Linked DNA regions of Cyprinus carpio: region 2 is linked to region 1. Evidence: chromatin contacts called from public Hi-C data. All regions are on one chromosome and are shown on one strand. The core of a region is the stretch at or near the end of the contact, and the rest is flanking DNA. Distances in the headings are between cores, read along the strand shown.

Region 1 (3,772 bases), core at 1,004-3,503:
CAGTTTTTTACTTTCCATTGGCCTATTTATTTTCACAGTTGTTACTTTTCAAAACAGCTGCAAATGGTTTGTTGTGATAGAAATTAAACACTTTGCCCAACTATTATGGAATTTTTATTGATAACATTTGTTACTTCGTAATTTCGTTTTGGGCCTGTCAAACTCTATCAGCGGGAGATTGATCAAGCCAACTCTGACTTTGTTTAAATTAAGACTGGACATAAAAACAACCCCTGAAGCTCATACAGCATTCTCAACAGCCCTCAGACAGGCCAAATGTATCATGACCGGTCAGGAAATGGGCTTTGATATGAGGAATGCCTGAAGCTTGAAACAAACTTCACTGCAAGAACATGGACCATATGGGACGAGTTTGATTGAATCTAATCTTTAAAACTTGTAAATATAGAATTATTTTACATTTACAATTTTTTATTTTTTGACCGTTTAGTTTTATTGCAAAATTAAAACTTAACTTGACCAACACAGGTCAGCTCGCTTTTCACATAGTGACCCATTGCCCTCTAGTGGTAGCACAAAATAATGTTTTTTGGGAGGAGTAAAAATCTTGTTTTATTAATGTTCTATACGCCTACACTATCCTAGTCATTTCTCAGAGATATCAGCGAGCAAAAGAAAATATTATTCTTTGTGTGAGTGTGAGATTAGAAATAATTCTATATAGTCGTAGCCTACTAATGACTATGCAGTTTCCTGACTTCAACATTTCCTGATCTAAACGATGATTTGCTGCCAGATCCACTTCAAATCAAGCAAAGTAGCCTGATCGAATTAGCGGCTTTCTTCACAGAACAACAATCGTGAATACGCCAAACTCAGTATTTATATGCTTCTAGAGAAAGGAGCTGAAAAAAAATGTAAGCAACTTGCACGTACAAAGAAGCTTATAAATCGCGGAAAAGGCAACACCTCACGAGAGTCCAATGTTCATGAATTATTCAGAATGAGGTATATTGTTACATACATTCATTGATGAATTTAACTGTTTTAAAGTCGTAAACATTACATTTATTTATTTTATTTTATTCAATGAAAAAATATTTTTTTCTAAAACACTGCCGAACTGCCGGCTTTTTGTTTTAGTGCATTAAATATATAATATCTCCTCCGTTGTTGGCTTTTTGTTTTAGTGCATTAAATATATAATATATCCTCCGTTGTTGTTGTTGTTGTTGTTGTTTTTTTAGATAAGAAACCAGAATAATGAAAACACAAAAGAAATCGAGCTTATTTGAGAAAACGGAAACTTCTTTCGAAACTTCTTACTGGAAATCAAGCGTTTCGAGCAGAAATGGCGTTGTTTCCCCGCCTACAAGTGACGTTGTGTCTTGATAAATAGAAAGTTACCTCTTATGAACAAGCATGATGCATAAAATGTTGTCTTGCTTTTGCTTCACAGCCAATGAGAATGTGTAGATGATATATTAGTCTGCGTGTGCTCGTTGGTGGTGATCCCACAGTTGAATTTGTCCTTCTGTAGTTATCACTGATTCACTGATTTTCAGCACAATTTCAGTAGCGCAGCTTTGTTCATTAAATATATTACCTACAACAATTTGATATCTGACCATTTTAATTCGTTTTCCTTGTATTTTTTTTTTTAATATTATTATTTTCAGGTGAGTTAGAATTTATAGTGAGAATATTAGGCCTATATTTGTAATTTATTATACCTATATTTACAATATATTCGTTGTTGGTAAATTATTTATTCCTATGTGTTTAAGAAGAGGATTTTCTCTCGGTCATTTTCTTAAGTTTTTTTTTTTTTAGCATTACTGTTTTGCAAAACGTAATACATACACAACACATTGACAGAATGGGGTTAAATGCATATTTTTAAAAAAATAAAGTGCCATTAATGTTAATCAAATAAACGCAATACATTATGAACTTAAAGCAAGAAATGAATGACCATTAAGACCATGACGTCGTGCGGACAAGCAATATGAATTTAATAAAATATTCAGGCTCACAAAAGTAAGACGTTAGAAAGGAAAATGCTGAAGTAGGAAGGCAATAAAAACGAAGATAGGCCTACTTACAAAAGTGTGAAGATACTCCCTTTATGTATGAAGATAAAAGTTTGAACATACTAAAATAATTAAGCACTTTCTGGCACATTTAAAAACGATGACATATCTAATGTTCTGTGTATATAAAAATAATATATAGCCTATATATGTAATAATGTCAAGCCGGATAAAGTTTCTCATTCACCTGGTAGAAGAACTGCTGCATCAGGGTGGCCAATAGGCAGCAGCAGCAGCAGCTTCAGTGTCAGTGTAAAGTGAAAGTAGGTGGATAGAAAGAAAAAAAACAACAAACGCACACGGAAGGCGCTGACTTATATCTCTTTACGTGTGTTAAAGAGCTGGCGTCGAAATCAGGTAAGTTATATTCTAACAGTATTGTATATTTGCTATATAAACCGCGCACGGTGAGTTTATCGCGAACTGAATTTGTTTATCGCTTAGTGTTGTTGTAAGGAGGAAACATGAGTTTTGTAACAGCCTACTTTCCTCTACTGTAACTGTTGTACGAAAATTCGCAATCGTGCGAAGCGAGCGAGCAAAAACGACTAAAAAGCCATCAAAGAGCTCTCTTGCGAATAAAAATCTCACTTTATAGTAATTTAATCTCAGTATGATTGTGAAGTCGGTTTAGCTAGGCCATTATATATAGGCTACTAGCCTACTTAAACGACACCAAAATGACATAACCTTTTTTTTGCCTGGATACTCCATGACAAAATACGCGAGGGACATAGCCTTCATGTGAATTCACATATTCAACAAGTTTCCTGTATTTGACTCACTTTACTGGAAATAGCAGGAGAGGAAGGCCTACTTATATAGCGAGCGGACTTCCATATGATTGTGCTAAATGTCACGTTATATATATTTTAGTTTGATAGTGGAAAATACTTAAGTTTTTAGCACGAGCGCCTACACGAATTCACGCCCTACTTTCTCTTCCCCATAGGCTGTATGTGGCATTGGTTTGTTACGCTTTTTTTTGTGTGTGCACTAGAGAGTGGTCTGTTCTTTGTAAACTCTCCTCACTGTTGTTCTGACATTGCTTGTGTGAGCTTCAGACTTTGGGATGTAACACCCTCATGCTGTTATTTGTCATAAATATTGTATGAATACTAATAGGTGGCTTTGCTGTGGCCTTTTGAAATGCACTAAAAAGGCCTAGCGAAGTGTTTATTTCTGTGCAAAGTGAATTAGTTGCAGTAAATTAATCAATCTATATGTCAATCATTTGTCAATGGGTAGTTTTTTGTCATGGATGTGGACATGATCAAGAGTGCAATGCAATGATTAATTACAATGATTCAGTCAATTATAAAGGATAATGTTAAGTTTAATTAGGAAAAAGTGATTGTATGCACACTTCTGTGCAATAAAATAAATAGTATTCCCTTTTGTATTCCAAAGAAATTATGAATACTTTCTCAGTTTTTAAGGTCGTTTAATTTGCTTACATGTTTTGTGTTATTAGTCACAGCATTTCAAGTAATATCAACAGTAATTAGATGAGTGTAAAAGTCTATGAGTTTGTTCATTTCTGCAGTATGACATTATGACCATTATGAATGCAGTCATCCATTCAATGTAGAGATAAAATAAAGTGGATGAGTGGTAAAGTGGTCCATGTGTCAGGTGCCAACTGCTGTCTAAGTTTCAGTGTTAGGCAGGTTTTATGTTGAGAGACTGCTTTCTGTTTTCCATCACAGAGAATTAAC
Region 2 (4,238 bases), core at 37-2,536, 57 kb before region 1:
TAAAGGATTATTATTTATTTGCCCTCATTGTTACTTTCTTCTGTTTAACCATGAAAAGGAGACAAATTTGAATAGTGCATCTCATTCTTTTCCTTAAAATGACAATAAATGGGGATTGAAGCTGTCATGCTAAAAAAAAAAAAAAAAAAAAAAAAAAAAAATGTGGTCCATGTGACTTTATATATTATAACCATCTGATACACATAATAGCCTTGAGTGAAAAACAGTGACATGTCTTACTGTCAATGAGTTGACCTTGAGATGGTTTTCAACCAGGGACAAAATCATTTTTAATGAATTCTCATTAAATTAGCTCCTCAACTTGATTTGAAAAAAAACCTGAAGGTGAGGAAGCCTAATTTTAAAAGTGTAATTTCTAGGCCTGGAAGAGTTATGCAAATGAATACAATTGTAAAACTCTATGGGCATTCTTATATTAAATACATATTCCAAAATGTTTGAAAATTTGAGTACAAAATATTTTTTACATCATATATTTAATTATTACCCAGTAAATCATGAAAGATTAGAAAAGCCATGGGTCAAAAAGATTCATTATAAGATTATTCTGATTCATTAAAAAATCATTTACAAAACGGACATTATTGTAACTTTCCTCATGAATATACCGGCTATGGTAGATATCAAGTTTTTTCCGTAAATAAGGACTAAATTTTCGGCTAGTGTCACAAAATGTATTGTATGGCTTCAGAAGATTTGGGTATAGTGCACGAGTCAGATGGATCTCTTTTATTATGCTTTATGTAATTTTGGAGTTTGACCGCACCAGTCCTCATTCACTTTCATTTTATTGAAAAAATAACCACCAGAATGTTCTTAACAGCAAACAGGTTTTGTTCATTAATTGGGAGAAAAGTCAAAATATTCATTTTTGGGTTTTAAAAGAAGATAGCAGAAAGGAAAAGGACGCAAATAAACCACGCAAAAGAGAAGAAGCGTGGGCGCTGTAAACCGCTCATAAATGTTTCTACCTTTTCCTCGCTTCTCCACCATTTCACAGCTGAGCAGGATTGTGTCCCAGCTCGCCTTTCTGCAAGTCACCTGGCTAGTTCTGTTGTTTCCCTCCTTTTACTCGCATCGACAAACCTTAACGACGCATGGTATCCCATCCCCAACCCATCGGTGCAGCAGCCACGCATGGTACGGACCTGCTTTTTATCATAAAATGTCTGTCTCACCCCCCGCGTTCAGTATGTGCAAGGCGAGGTGGAGACAGAGAGGAGAGAGGGTGCGGCGGAGCACTGCAGTGCAGATAAATGAATGCACCACTGGTGGCTGAGTCAGCAGCCCACTCCCAGTTTGGCCCACCGCCTGCACCAACTGTGTCTGAGGAGGAACAACATGCATGCAGTCAACACACACAGTCAATATGTCTCCTGCCTGATCGAAGACGCACCGAACGATTTGCTTTCGGTGTTTTGCTGGCCAAATTACAAATGTGCATTTTAGTTCGCAGGTATTGTAAGCTTATGAGCTCGACTTGATTCTTGCATGATCTTGCATAAAAGTAAATAAAACCTCTTCATTTCAGACTGTTTTCTGAATAAGCTCAGTCCTGCATGTTAAAACAGATAAAGTGTGTTATTTTTGCCACAGTCGATCTGTTATTCCGTCAGGAGCAGTCTGGATAACTACAAACCAACTGCTGTGATTTATGCTCTGGCGCCTTCAGACTCTACCTATAAAGAGAGTCCAGTGAAGCAATGAAGGGTGTTATATCACTCTCAAGTCATCCACCAATCGCAGAAGCCACGGCGGTTCTCAACTCCACCACCTGAGCAGCATCAAAACGGCGCTGGAACTACAAACATCATGGAGAAACAACGCAAAGGTGCTGCTGGATGTTGTGGGTATTGTAGGCATTTTGAATGGCTATAGTGCTTAATTTACGTCACACTCAGTGTGTTCTTGAAATTTCCAAATAATTACATAAATTAATGAATGACATGCTACAGGCTGCAAGATTGAATCATTTATTCCTCTTAAGTCGTATTTAGTCTATTTCTATCTTCCAGGAAAATTGATAAAGCTCGGTCTTTTGAATGTTTGAATGAATTTACACTGTGACTATAAGGTTATGTTTATGTATATATATATAGCCTATATATATATATATATATATATATATATATATATATATATATATATATATATATATATATATATAGATATATATAGGTCTATTTTCGTTGTATTTTATTGTATTACTTCTAAAAGATTGCTATAGTAAGACATTGCTCATTTAATAAAGCTGCAGCTATAGAGCTGATCCAGGCAGCATTTGAACAATAGCCTAACAACCATCTTTCCTTCACATGGGATTTTCTGCACAAAATTAAATCTGCACAACGTTTCATTTTAGTAGTGCACTTACATTCAGCCCTGCACGACACATCCCTTATACATTTCAATGTAAAAGTAGGAACTGATTTTAGAATTTGAAACCCACAAGGAGCTTGAAAATTCTTTGGCAAATATAGCATGTTGCTTGTATGTGTCAGTCTTGCCTCATTAAAATTAATCCGTTCTGTTGGAACAAATACTAAAATACTATAAATGTTATTGTTTCTGATAATACTCTATTTGAGCGTTACGTGTGACAACATTTGTGAGCGCTGGCAAAAACCGTTTTGAAGTAAAGCGCTCCGACTAGCGGTGGCTATCTTATCTGCATGTTATTGTTTCTGATAAAAATCTCTAAATAGTTAAAAACCGTTCTGTTGGAACAAATACTAAAATACTATAAATGTTATTGTTTCTGATAAAAATCTCTAAATAGTTAAACTGCGTTAGTACTTTCAGTAGGCCTATTTCTTATGTACTGTAGGTGTTTACTATAGTGTTTTGGGCAGCGATGGAAAAATTTAGAAATAGAAAAATATAACATTTTAGTACTGATAAAATATAAATAAATGCATTTTATGGCGAAATGATATTTTAAATTGTAAAATGTCTAAGCTATATTCAAGTGACAATTAATTAAATGGAGTTTATAAATAAATTATTCTGTTGCTTTTATGAAAAAGTTCTCCCATGATTTGAGGCTGTACATGGGGTGTAAAATGAGAACATATATCTTTTCCCTTAAATATGGGCTTATCACAGCTATGTGATCTGCTGACAGATATTGGGTTAAATGTGCTAAACTTGCTTGCTTCTCCATGTCATGGGAGAAATGGCCTACTGAGCATTGAGCAACATGTTGTAACACCTGCACTTTTGTATTTGTATGGGAAAATGAAATGTTAAATGCTTATTATAGGTGTTCTCTGCTGATGAAACCACTGCTTTTTTATCAGTATGTCATAAGTATGACAAAACATCTTGAAACTCATGTTGTACTTCACTGTTTGATGTTTTATACAGACATCTCATAATTATCAGGAGTCCCGTGAGAGTGATTGTTTTAAAAAGGAAGTTTTGGCCTTTTTTCTTGTATACAAGTTATTTGAGTGTGGGTTACTTGCTAGGATTTTCAACTTGAAAATGCCACCGTGTAGGCCTATGTGTAATGTTTTTCAGACAGCTGCATAGCAGATGTTTTCAAATAACAAGTCTGGTTCTGAGTGGACGTGACCTTTCGTTACATTTCTTCTGATATTTTCCTGTTAATGTTGTTTAATGTTGCAAAACTTGTTTGACCATAAAGTCTGTTCTACCTCCCAGCTTATTTAGGATCACCTACTGTACTTACCCAGACAGCAACAACTTGGCCCAGATTCGGCCCACATCTGGCCGGCATGAAATCCATGCGGGGCAGATGTGGGCCGGATCTGGGCCAACACTATGTTGCTGTCTGGGTAGACAGGAAGACACTGATGGAGAAAGCATCCAACCACAGAGACATCTGTGCGCTAAAAAGATAAAGTAAATCAGAAACAAATTGGTCGATTTGGTTTTCACAATAATGCACACAATAAAGAATTAAAACAGAGGTTACATTCATTTAATCCATTTTGTACCTGACCAGTTATACACAAAGGCTCCTAAACCATTTAAGTTCAAACTGCCCTATTTTTATGCCAATTACTGAATCATGTGTTAATTTTGTCTGTATTTCTACGATACACAAGTACAGCTAAAAAAAACAAAAAAAAACCCCTAAAAACTAAGATAACTTTTTCATGGAACTGAAGTAAGTTAAATGCAGCTGTTCAGTCACAGTGCCAAATTGTAGGCCAACACGGAAAGGGTAATTTATTAGAAGTTCCCTGAAG

What was found. Hi-C and Micro-C count contacts between places; a contact is called where the count stands out from the background.
Region 2: a Hi-C map of red blood cells shows a contact between it and region 1, with 2.8 times the contacts expected there. The contact joins the enhancer-like site here to the promoter of LOC109062563 in region 1. A contact is called at or near these places in 6 of 8 Hi-C or Micro-C datasets (liver, red blood cells and skeletal muscle).

What each region holds. Positions count from the first base shown.
Region 1 is chrB23:16,611,230-16,615,001 of ASM1834038v1, reverse strand. LOC109062563 (signal transducer and activator of transcription 5B-like) reads left to right here and starts at 2,253. Exons shown (of 21, transcript XM_042750911.1): 1 at 2,253-2,411.
Region 2 is chrB23:16,667,154-16,671,391 of ASM1834038v1, reverse strand. No RefSeq gene overlaps it. Among protein-coding and RNA genes, the nearest start is that of LOC109053032, 34 kb to the right of the region's middle. Within about 2 kb of position 1,286, at least 3 of the 8 cell types and tissues checked have an H3K27ac peak or open chromatin away from gene starts, as enhancers often do.